3 separate regions of the Mus musculus genome follow, and all the other regions are linked to region 1. The links are chromatin contacts, called in public promoter capture Hi-C maps. All regions are on one chromosome and are shown on one strand. Each heading gives the region's core, a stretch centred on a gene start, on an enhancer-like site or on the middle of the called end of the contact. The rest is flanking DNA. Distances are from core to core; before and after follow the strand shown. Region 1 holds the start of Rtn4 (reticulon 4). Region 2 holds the start of Cpeb4 (cytoplasmic polyadenylation element binding protein 4). Region 3 holds the start of Rhbdf1 (rhomboid 5 homolog 1).

Region 1 (3,200 bases), core at 187-2,686:
CATGCATTTAAAAGTTTCTACAAGCTGCTTCAAAAAGAATACAAGTGAACTTGATAATATAGTGTACTCATCCCACTATATCCAAAATACTATCAATGCCAACATAAAACCAATGTGAAACAGAAATTATAACATTTCTTATAAATTCTGGGAATGTAGTGTGTATTTTATTCACAGAACACACTTCATTTCAGTGCTCAGGAGCTAAAAGCAGCCAGTTGCTTCAGTACTAGACAGTGCACATGTAGACTGAACAATTGGAATGCAGGCAATCCTCTCTCCAGAGTAGGCATGCAGCCAGTATTTTTGAAAAGTGTATAAGAAAGATAAAGGGACTCTGCAAACCTTGAAGCAAAGTTTTCTATGTTCTACCGTTTTCTTTCTTTCTTTCTTTCTTTCTTTCTTTCTTTCTTTCTTTCTTTCTTTCTTTCTTTTGATTTTTTGAAACAGGGTTTCTCTGTGTAGCTTTGGCTGTCCTAGAATTCACTTTGTAGACCAGGCTGGTCTCGAACTCAGAAATCCACCTGCCTCTGCATCCCAAGTGCTGGGATTAAAGGCATGTGCCACCACACCTGGCTACCGTTTTCTTTAAAGTGTAGCTTTGGGGGGGTGGGGGTGGGGGGGACCGCACATCAGGAGACATGCCATTCCAGCATATCAAACCAGTGAGTGTAGGGCTTCCCGACTCCTAGGAAGCCTGAATCATCCGGGATGTTGACTCATCAGCCTGAGGTGAGTGAAAAATAGTGAACCAATTTTGCCTTCCAAGGCATCTATTTCAACGTTCCTTCCCCCTTCTCCCTTTCTGGTGACTCATTCTCCGTGCACTTTTAGAGTCCAGCAGAATGCAAGGCCGAAAGCATTCTAAACAGTGAGCCCAGAGCTCCGGGTAATCTAGCACAGCTGTTTTGCCTACCTCATTCCAGGCCTGCAGTCTAGAAAGGGAGGGAACTTGAAAGTGTCAAATAAATGTTTTGTTTTTCTTTCTCCTTTTGAGGTGGTGGTAGTTATGCGTTGGGACCATGTCTGAAAATAAGTCTTTTATCTAAAAAAATCCGTAAGACCTAATTCAGTCTTGTTAGTACCTTTCTCCACTTTTTTTTTTTTTTTTCCCTTTTCGGGGAGGAAACTTTCCACTCCTAGGTCCCCAGGATAACGCCCTTCCACAGGCTTCTTGGAAAACTCTCCAAATCCTGGGACCGCAGCCCGCCCCCTTTTGGTAGACTAAAATCCCGCTGTAGGCAAGGCCAAGTCCCCGCCCCATTCCCCAACTACACTAGGTGGGGGTGGATCCCAGCTCCAAACCCCGCCCTCCGAACGCCACCAAGGAAGTATGGCAGGCTCCGCCTGCACCCTATTTCTATTGGACAACCCCGTGATCCATCTTCTCTATCCCGCAGCCTATTGGCTCTCTGTCCCCCGCGCCAGCCAGCCCTCCCCTGCCGGGAAGGTGAGTCACGCCAAACTGGGCGGAGAGTCTGCCCTCCTCTCTCAGTTGCTCATCTGGGCGGCGGCGGCTGCTGCAACTGAGGACAGGGCGGGTGGCGCATCTCGAGCGCGGAGGCAGGAGGAGAAGTCTTATTGTTCCTGGAGCTGTCGCCTTTGCGGGTTCCTCGGCTTGGTTCGGCCAGCCCGGCCTCTGCCAGTCCTGCCCAACCCCCACAACCGCCCGCGGCTCTGAGGAGAAGTGGCCCGCGGCGGCAGTAGCTGCAGCATCATCGCCGACCATGGAAGACATAGACCAGTCGTCGCTGGTCTCCTCGTCCGCGGATAGCCCGCCCCGGCCCCCGCCCGCTTTCAAGTACCAGTTCGTGACGGAGCCCGAGGACGAGGAGGACGAGGAAGACGAGGAGGAGGAGGAGGACGACGAGGACCTGGAGGAATTGGAGGTGCTGGAGAGGAAGCCCGCAGCCGGGCTGTCCGCGGCTCCGGTGCCCCCCGCCGCCGCACCGCTGCTGGACTTCAGCAGCGACTCGGTGCCCCCCGCGCCCCGCGGGCCGCTGCCGGCCGCGCCCCCCACCGCCCCTGAGAGGCAGCCGTCCTGGGAACGCAGCCCCGCGGCGTCCGCGCCATCCCTGCCGCCCGCTGCCGCAGTCCTGCCCTCCAAGCTCCCGGAGGACGACGAGCCTCCAGCGCGGCCTCCGGCGCCAGCCGGCGCGAGCCCCCTAGCGGAGCCCGCCGCGCCCCCTTCCACGCCGGCCGCGCCCAAGCGCAGGGGCTCGGGCTCAGTGGGTGAGTGCTGCTGCGCGTTACGCCCCTCCCTCTTTTGTGTCTTGGCCCGGGGGAGGAGGGGACGGGCAGGGCTGCTCGGGACCCTAGGGCTTTGTCTACGAGTGGCAGGGTGATGGCGCCCCCGCTGGCGGGAGGCGGGCAGAAGGGTGGGGCGGCCTCGGAAGCCTGGGTGCCTTCATTGTTTGTCGGGGTTTCGGGGAGCACGTGCACCGCTGCCAAGTCGCTGGTTCCCATTCCAGCACGAAGTTCTCGCCTATCAGCAGCTAGGAGTGTGTTGAAGAACTAGGATGGTGGATTCCTTGGGCTGGGCTGGGCTGGGCTGGGCTGGGCTGGGCTGGGCTGGGCTTGGAGGTGGGAATGGGAAGGCTGTGGTGCCCTAATCCCTTTATTTAAAGGATGGGCGTTTGTCGACCACTCTACAGTTTTTTTATTTTTTAGGGCCTGCCTTCCTTCCTGCCGGGCGTCGGGGGATCCCCTTGCACTAATCCCCTGTTTCTTTCTCCCTTTATTGGTGGGGAACTGGCCGAGCTGCTAACGTCTATACAGTAACCCAACTGCGGTGAAGGGGGAGCGAGCGCCTCCAGTGGCGTGGTTCCAGGAGAAAAGGGAAGGAGAGACTTTTGGTGAAGTTCTGCCACCGCCCAGTTCATTTGTGTTTAATGTGGTGATTCCTACACCAGCCTGAGAAACGAGATCTGGGCATTTTGTTCCGATGGGGCATAGTTATCCAGGGCCTCAGTTGTGCTGTAAAAGAAATTGCCAAATTTAATGGCATCTCTTAGCCTTTAAATGCATCGAGATTGACTTGTAGAGAAAAGGCAAAATGGTTGACCTTAAAAAGGGGCAAACCTGTGGATTCCTGGTCAGGAATTAGTTGAACTTGTGGTAGATTTATCCTGAGACATAATGAAATGTTTTAGGGCAAATGTTCCTATATTAGTTAGAAGTTTTTATAAGTATATGATTTA
Region 2 (2,905 bases), core at 232-2,731, 2.2 Mb after region 1:
GCAAAGACAGGGAGGCCTTGAGTAGACAGCAAATAACCAACATGTGAGCTCCAAACCAAATGGCATAAGAAACTAAATGATGAATTCAGATTTGAATATCAGACCTTTCAGAAAAGATTTCATTCTTGCTGCTTTTCTCTATGTATGTCTCCATTCAAGATTCCTCTCTGGTGCTTCCAATCTTCAATGTCAAATCTTTCGAGCAGTGGCTCTCAACCTTCCTAATGCTGCGACCCTTTCATACAGTTACTCGTGCTGTGGTGACCCCTCCCCACCATAAAATTACTTTTGTTGCTACTTCATAACTGTAATTTTGCTACTGTTATGAATTGTAATGTGAACATCTGTGTTTTCTGAGGGTCTTAGGCAATCCCTGTGAAAGGGTCATTGGACACCTCCCTGAAGGCATCACAACCCAGTTGTTGAGAACTACTGTTTTAAGCACTGATTTAGAGACATAAGCCACCAATGTAATATAATGCCATATAAAAGCATGAGCGGTATCGAGGGTCATGTATGCCTGTAAAAAGAGATTCCGAAGGCAGAGTAGGTAGGTTGGAGACTTACTCCTAAAACGAAATGAGAGTTTGCCAAGAGGAGACGACAAAGGCGTGGAAAAAGGCACAGAGAATACTGCCCACAGGACAATACGGAGTTTGGTCTTTATTCTCCAGGTAACGGACTGCCATTTTTAAAAAGGTATGAGCACAACAGGACCGTGACTGGAATTTCGTTTTTAGAAAAATCCCTCCGTTCTGCTTGGAAGGTGGAGTAGAAAGCTAATAGTTGGTGGCTCAGCCATGGACGCCTACAGCATCTGCATCTCAAAGGGAGGATGGGAGAGTAGGTGGTTCGGGTGGAGGAATGGAGACTGAAGGGAATCCCTCCGGAGACGTGCGTTCAGGATAAGGACTATGCAGTTCTAGGCACAGCACAGATGCCGGGAAAACCCGCCTCTCCTTCCATCCCTCGGGGGCGGAGCTCGGGCCAGAGCACGTGATGCCCGGGGCACCCACCTTTACTCAGGGCAGGCCTCTCGTTTATTCTAGGTTTCATGGGTTGCCACTTCGACCCCCAACACTTTAGCTCAGTGTTTCAGTGTGCAAGATGTCCATTCTCTTCCGAGCGTCTCTCTACGGACTTCCTAAGAAGCCTGCTTTGGGAACATAAATCGCAAAGGAATCTTTGCCCATAAAAAAGATGGCGGTGCACCGCTTGCACTGGGTGCGCAGACCCGAGGCCGACGCCGGCCCCGCTGGGCGAGGCGCAGGCGGAAGAGGCGGCTCTGAGATGACCAGAGACCTTCCTGGGTGGAGCTCTGAGGCTGGGAGGCGTGGCCTAGTCGGGATTGTGGTGTCGGATTGGTCTTCCGGCTGCTAGGCGTGGCCTCCGCAGCACCCCGCCCCTCCCTCATCGAACCGGAAGTGTCTCTCGGTCTTTCCAGCTGGTTGTCATTTCACTCGGCTCGGTCCTGAGGAGAAGGACTCAGCCGCGGCTGCGGGACCTGGGCACCGGAGGCAGTGGCGGCGGCGGCGGCGGCGGCAGCGGCGACAGCAGAGGAAGACGAGGAGGAAGAAGGAAGAAAAAGAAGAGCCAGACGGAGTCCGCAACGACGACAGCTGGGACTGCGGGACCGGGGAAAAGCGGCGGCGGCGGCGGCCCAGCAACCGTGAGGAGAAACAAAAGCCTTCTAAATTATAGTTTCCAATCAGTCTAGGGGAAAAGAGAGCGCGAGCCGAGGGGGGAGGCTTTTCTCCTGTAGAGTAACTACGGTAGCGGGGTTTTCCTTTTTGTCCATCCCCCTTCCCCCTCCCCCCGGCGGAGAATCGAACTGAGAGAACTGAACAAACCGCCCCTGGGTCCCATGAGGGAAAAAAATCCCGGAGCCGCAGAGAGGGGAAGAGGCAGAAACCGCAGGACCTTCCAGGTCGCCCCCTTGCTCCCCGCACCCCCGGGCCGCCAGCTTGCCCTTGTCCAGTCTCGCTAATCCCTCCTGATCGCGACACCCCCCAGAGGGAGAAACGGGTGTTTCCAACCCCTTTCATGGGGGAAAGGAGGCCGAGGGGAGCCCAAGAACAGCAAACGCAGCAAGATCTGCACCCGGAGCCCAAGGAACAGCCCCAGAGGCCCACACTGCACCCTACAAAAGAACAGAAACAGGACCAGGAACAGCAGAAATCTCCCTGCAATCATCTTTCCTTTAGTCAAGGCTGATTTCCTCTTTGGCAACCAGAAATTCACCTCCCGCCCCAGATAACCTAATATAATCTATCTATATATAAATATATAATATATAATGTTCTTAAATTATTCCTGATTTTTTTAACCAAGCTGCCAAGAAAAGAACGTATTCACCCCTTAATCCTATTCTAATTTTTATGTGAATCTAAACTGCTGAGGAAGACCATATGTGATTGTTAAATTTTATATATATATATTTTTACTCCGCACAATGCTTATTCTTCTATATCCATAGATGCTTGAGAAGCTGTGTTTTTGTCATTCATGAACATTTTCCTTTGGAAAAAGAAAGCGCCTATTTTACTAACCAAAGACTTGATTTTTACCTTTTTCCTTTTTTATTCCTTCCTTGAAATAAGCCCAATTGGATTCATATCAATATTTTAAGAGGTTTTTTTTTTTAGGTTCTTTTCCATTCAGAGAGACCAGAATTCCAAATCAGAGATACGTAGGGTGATAAGCTGTGATCTTTGAGTTAGCTATAAATAAGATACTTCAAGCAAACATATTTGAGATACAGGGGAGGAAAGACGTGAGACATTAGGTTGTCTTTTTTTTATTGTGAGATTCTGATCCTAAAAATAATAAATGGGGGATTACGGGTTTGGAGTGCTAGTGCAAAGCAATACTGGGAATAAATCTGCTTTTCCAGTCCGATTCCATC
Region 3 (2,910 bases), core at 133-2,632, 2.5 Mb after region 1:
GGGCCCTGACTGTCCCTTAATGGGAGACCCAAACCAGCACCTCTAGACCCCGAGGGGAGCTATACTGGCTCACCCAAGTGGACTTCCCAGTAAGGCTCCTGCAGAGGAGCTAGCCAGCCATGGAGGCTGCCTGGAGTTCTGTGGACTGGTGCCAGAACCTGTACTACCCTACCCTGTACTGTACTGGACCTACCCGACACCCTTGCCCTCTTACCCGGATTGCCCAGAATGACCCTGGTAAGCATAGGGCTCAGCCTCTGCAACCTCTTGAGAACTGGCCAGCTGCTGAGTTCCCCAGCATCCTCTAGGCTTAAGGGCGGGGGCAAGGGGCTGAGGCTCGCCCCATGGAGGTGGGGAGCACCTAGCCTGGGACTGCCCCGACTTCTTAGCTGGTCTAAACCTGAAAAGCCAGTTTCATCCTAGAATCTTCTCCCGGCTTCAACAGGAAGTGGGGAGGGGGGGCTTTCCCAGGACAGAGCGGGGGGCCTCCGGATCCAGGCCCCGCCCACGCAGACAGACACACTACTCCAAGAGGCACACGGAGCAGGAACTCTGGTCCGGACTATCTGAGCGGAAAGAAAGCCTAGGGGGAGTCCCTTGACCGTTCTCCACCCAGCTCTACTAGCGTGCTCCCAGCAGGACAGACAGGCCCTCTCGCCTATCCCTGAGCCCTTGGGGTCCGCGGTCACCCCACCGCGCCCAGGCCTACTTCAAGATCCCGACTGTGGCCTCGGGCTCGCCCCCGGGGCCACTGTACAGGGCAGGAGATGTCTTTGGAGGCACTTCCCGAGTTTGCCGATGCGAACCGGGCTGAAACGGGCCGAGCAGGCCCAGCCGAGCTCCCCGGCCCGCAGCTGCCACTGTTACTCCCGTGAGTGGGAGGAAGCGGACCCTGTGGCCCGAAGTCGCGCTCTCTGTGCAGAGTTTCAGACGCCACCTTCGGGGCCCTGGGAGCACGGAGGGCATGGGGTGTGGGGGCTGGCAGCGGAGGGGCCGCTCAGGGCGGCTGCGGCCCCCGGACTCCTGTCCCCGGGGACCCGGCGGGGCTGCTACTCCGCTGCCCCGCCCGCCAGGCCGCGCCGATCCGACCACGGGCTATTTCTGTGGGGCGCCGGGCTGGAATCCGGGCCGCGCCGCCTGCGCCGGCGCTCGGGAAACTCCGCGCACCGACTGCCAGCGATCGGCGGACACGCGCCAGAACGCAAGCTCCGCACTCGCCCGCCCGGAACCCCGCGCAAAGACCCCGGCCGCCACTCACCGCCGTAGGGTCCTCAGAAGGGTCTGCACCGGCTGCTGCCGCCGCTGCGGGCCGGGAGGGCGCCCGCGCCTAGTCCCTGCCTGCGCCGCCCGCGCGCCGGCCCGACCCGTCCGCCTGGGAATGCCACGGGCCGAGGGGCGTGCGCGCCGGGGGCGGGCCCGGCAGAGGGGCGGCCGCCTGACTCAGGGCTGAGGAATGCGCGCCGCCCGCTGCCAGCCCCGGGCGCCTCCTCCGGGAAGACCTCCGGCTGTGCTCTGCCAGGGGTCCCGCAGAGACACCTGTAGCTGGGAGTCGGGCTCGCCAGCGACCACCTTAATCATAACATCTGTCTTGGACTCGCCTTTCCATACTCCTTCATCTTGTGCTGCCCCTGTGCTTGGGAAGAGAGGAAGGGGACCTCCAAAGCAAGAGGGTGGCGTGGGAAGGGACCTAAAAGGCAGATTGAACGCCCCTTCCGAAGGCACGCACTGGCACATCACTGAGGGTCCCGAAGCTCTCACTTGTCCTGTGCACACGCGCCTGATCTTTCTAACAAACATTCATGCATTCAGGCCTCTCGCACCTGTTTACACAGACACGTGCGCACACCTATTCAAAATGCACTTCCATGGGCTCACACTCTCTACCCTAACACATTTATAAGTGTGCACACTCACGTTCATACACTGATACACCATTTCACAGGAACCGCAGCTCAGCAATTACCCCTTCCCCTACTTCTTTCCCAGCAGGTACAAGGGTTAGACTACACCTGCCACCCCTCAAGCCATTACATCCGCGCATGCGCTCACTCTTCTCTCTTCAGCCTCAGTGCTCACGTATAACGTCAGGCACGGTTCATCACTCTGTATACTGGACAGGAAGTGCTTCTTTTGCTCTCGGCTGAGGCTGAAGGCTGAGGGAGAAGAAAGCTGTCGTGGTGCAGATGTTCTGGGCTCCTGTAACCCACACATGCCAAGCCAGAGATGGGACAGTCTTCATGCCTAGCATTCTTGACTCATGCTAGGAATAAGCAGGGTCTGGACGCCCAAACTGGGCTGGCTGGAGGTGCGGGGGTTGCATCCTTTCTGGAAAATCAGGGAACCGGCCACAGGAACCGGGCATCTGGTGCCTGTAGGTCCCTACTCCTTCCTGCTGTGGATGCTGCAGGGTCACCTAGACCTTTGTTGAGACCTAGAAATCTATTACCAGCTGCAAGAAGTCCTACAGGAGACTCACTGTGAAGACACACCCAGGGGTCAGTCGTCTTTTCTTACAGAAAGAATTCTTCTGTGTTTATTTTTATCTCTGTGTGTGGTTGCAGGTGCCCACACATGCCAGAGGGGGCATCAGATCCTCCTGGAACTGTAGTTATAGGCAGTTGTGAGCTGTCCAGTGTGTGTGCTGGGAGCCAAGCTCTGGTCCTCTGTAAAGGCAGAAAGCTCTCTTAGCTGCTGAGCCATCTCTCCAGCCCAAGTCATCTTCAATGCAAGAATACCACAGTGCTGTCAGCACACAGTGACAGAAAAGTAGCTTTCCAGGACTCATTGCTCCATCGACCTTGGAGTTCCCATAGTGCAGGGGAGTCTGTGACAGCCCCCGCCCCTGGCAAACCCCTCCATGTCCATCCACACACACAGGCGTTGTTCCTGAGAGCATGATGCCTACAGACA

Evidence for each region. Promoter capture Hi-C pulls out the DNA fragments that hold promoters and counts their contacts.
Region 2: a promoter capture Hi-C map of pre-B cells shows a contact between it and region 1. The contact joins the promoter of Cpeb4 here to the promoter of Rtn4 in region 1.
Region 3: a contact with region 1 is called in a promoter capture Hi-C map of pre-B cells. The contact joins the promoter of Rhbdf1 here to the promoter of Rtn4 in region 1. A contact is called at or near these places in 2 of 39 promoter capture datasets (liver and pre-B cells) and 1 of 115 datasets of contacts at active chromatin or transcription factors (astrocytes).

The regions. Positions count from the first base shown.
Region 1 is chr11:29,691,462-29,694,661 of GRCm38.p6, forward strand. It overlaps Rtn4 (reticulon 4), which reads left to right and starts at 1,437. Exons shown (of 9, transcript NM_194054.3): 1 at 1,437-2,232. The coding sequence starts at 1,728.
Region 2 is chr11:31,869,459-31,872,363 of GRCm38.p6, forward strand. It overlaps Cpeb4 (cytoplasmic polyadenylation element binding protein 4), which reads left to right and starts at 1,482. Exons shown (of 10, transcript NM_026252.4): 1 at 1,482-2,905. The coding sequence starts at 2,830.
Region 3 is chr11:32,220,911-32,223,820 of GRCm38.p6, forward strand. It overlaps Rhbdf1 (rhomboid 5 homolog 1), which reads right to left and starts at 1,383. Exons shown (of 18, transcript NM_010117.2): 1 at 1,259-1,383.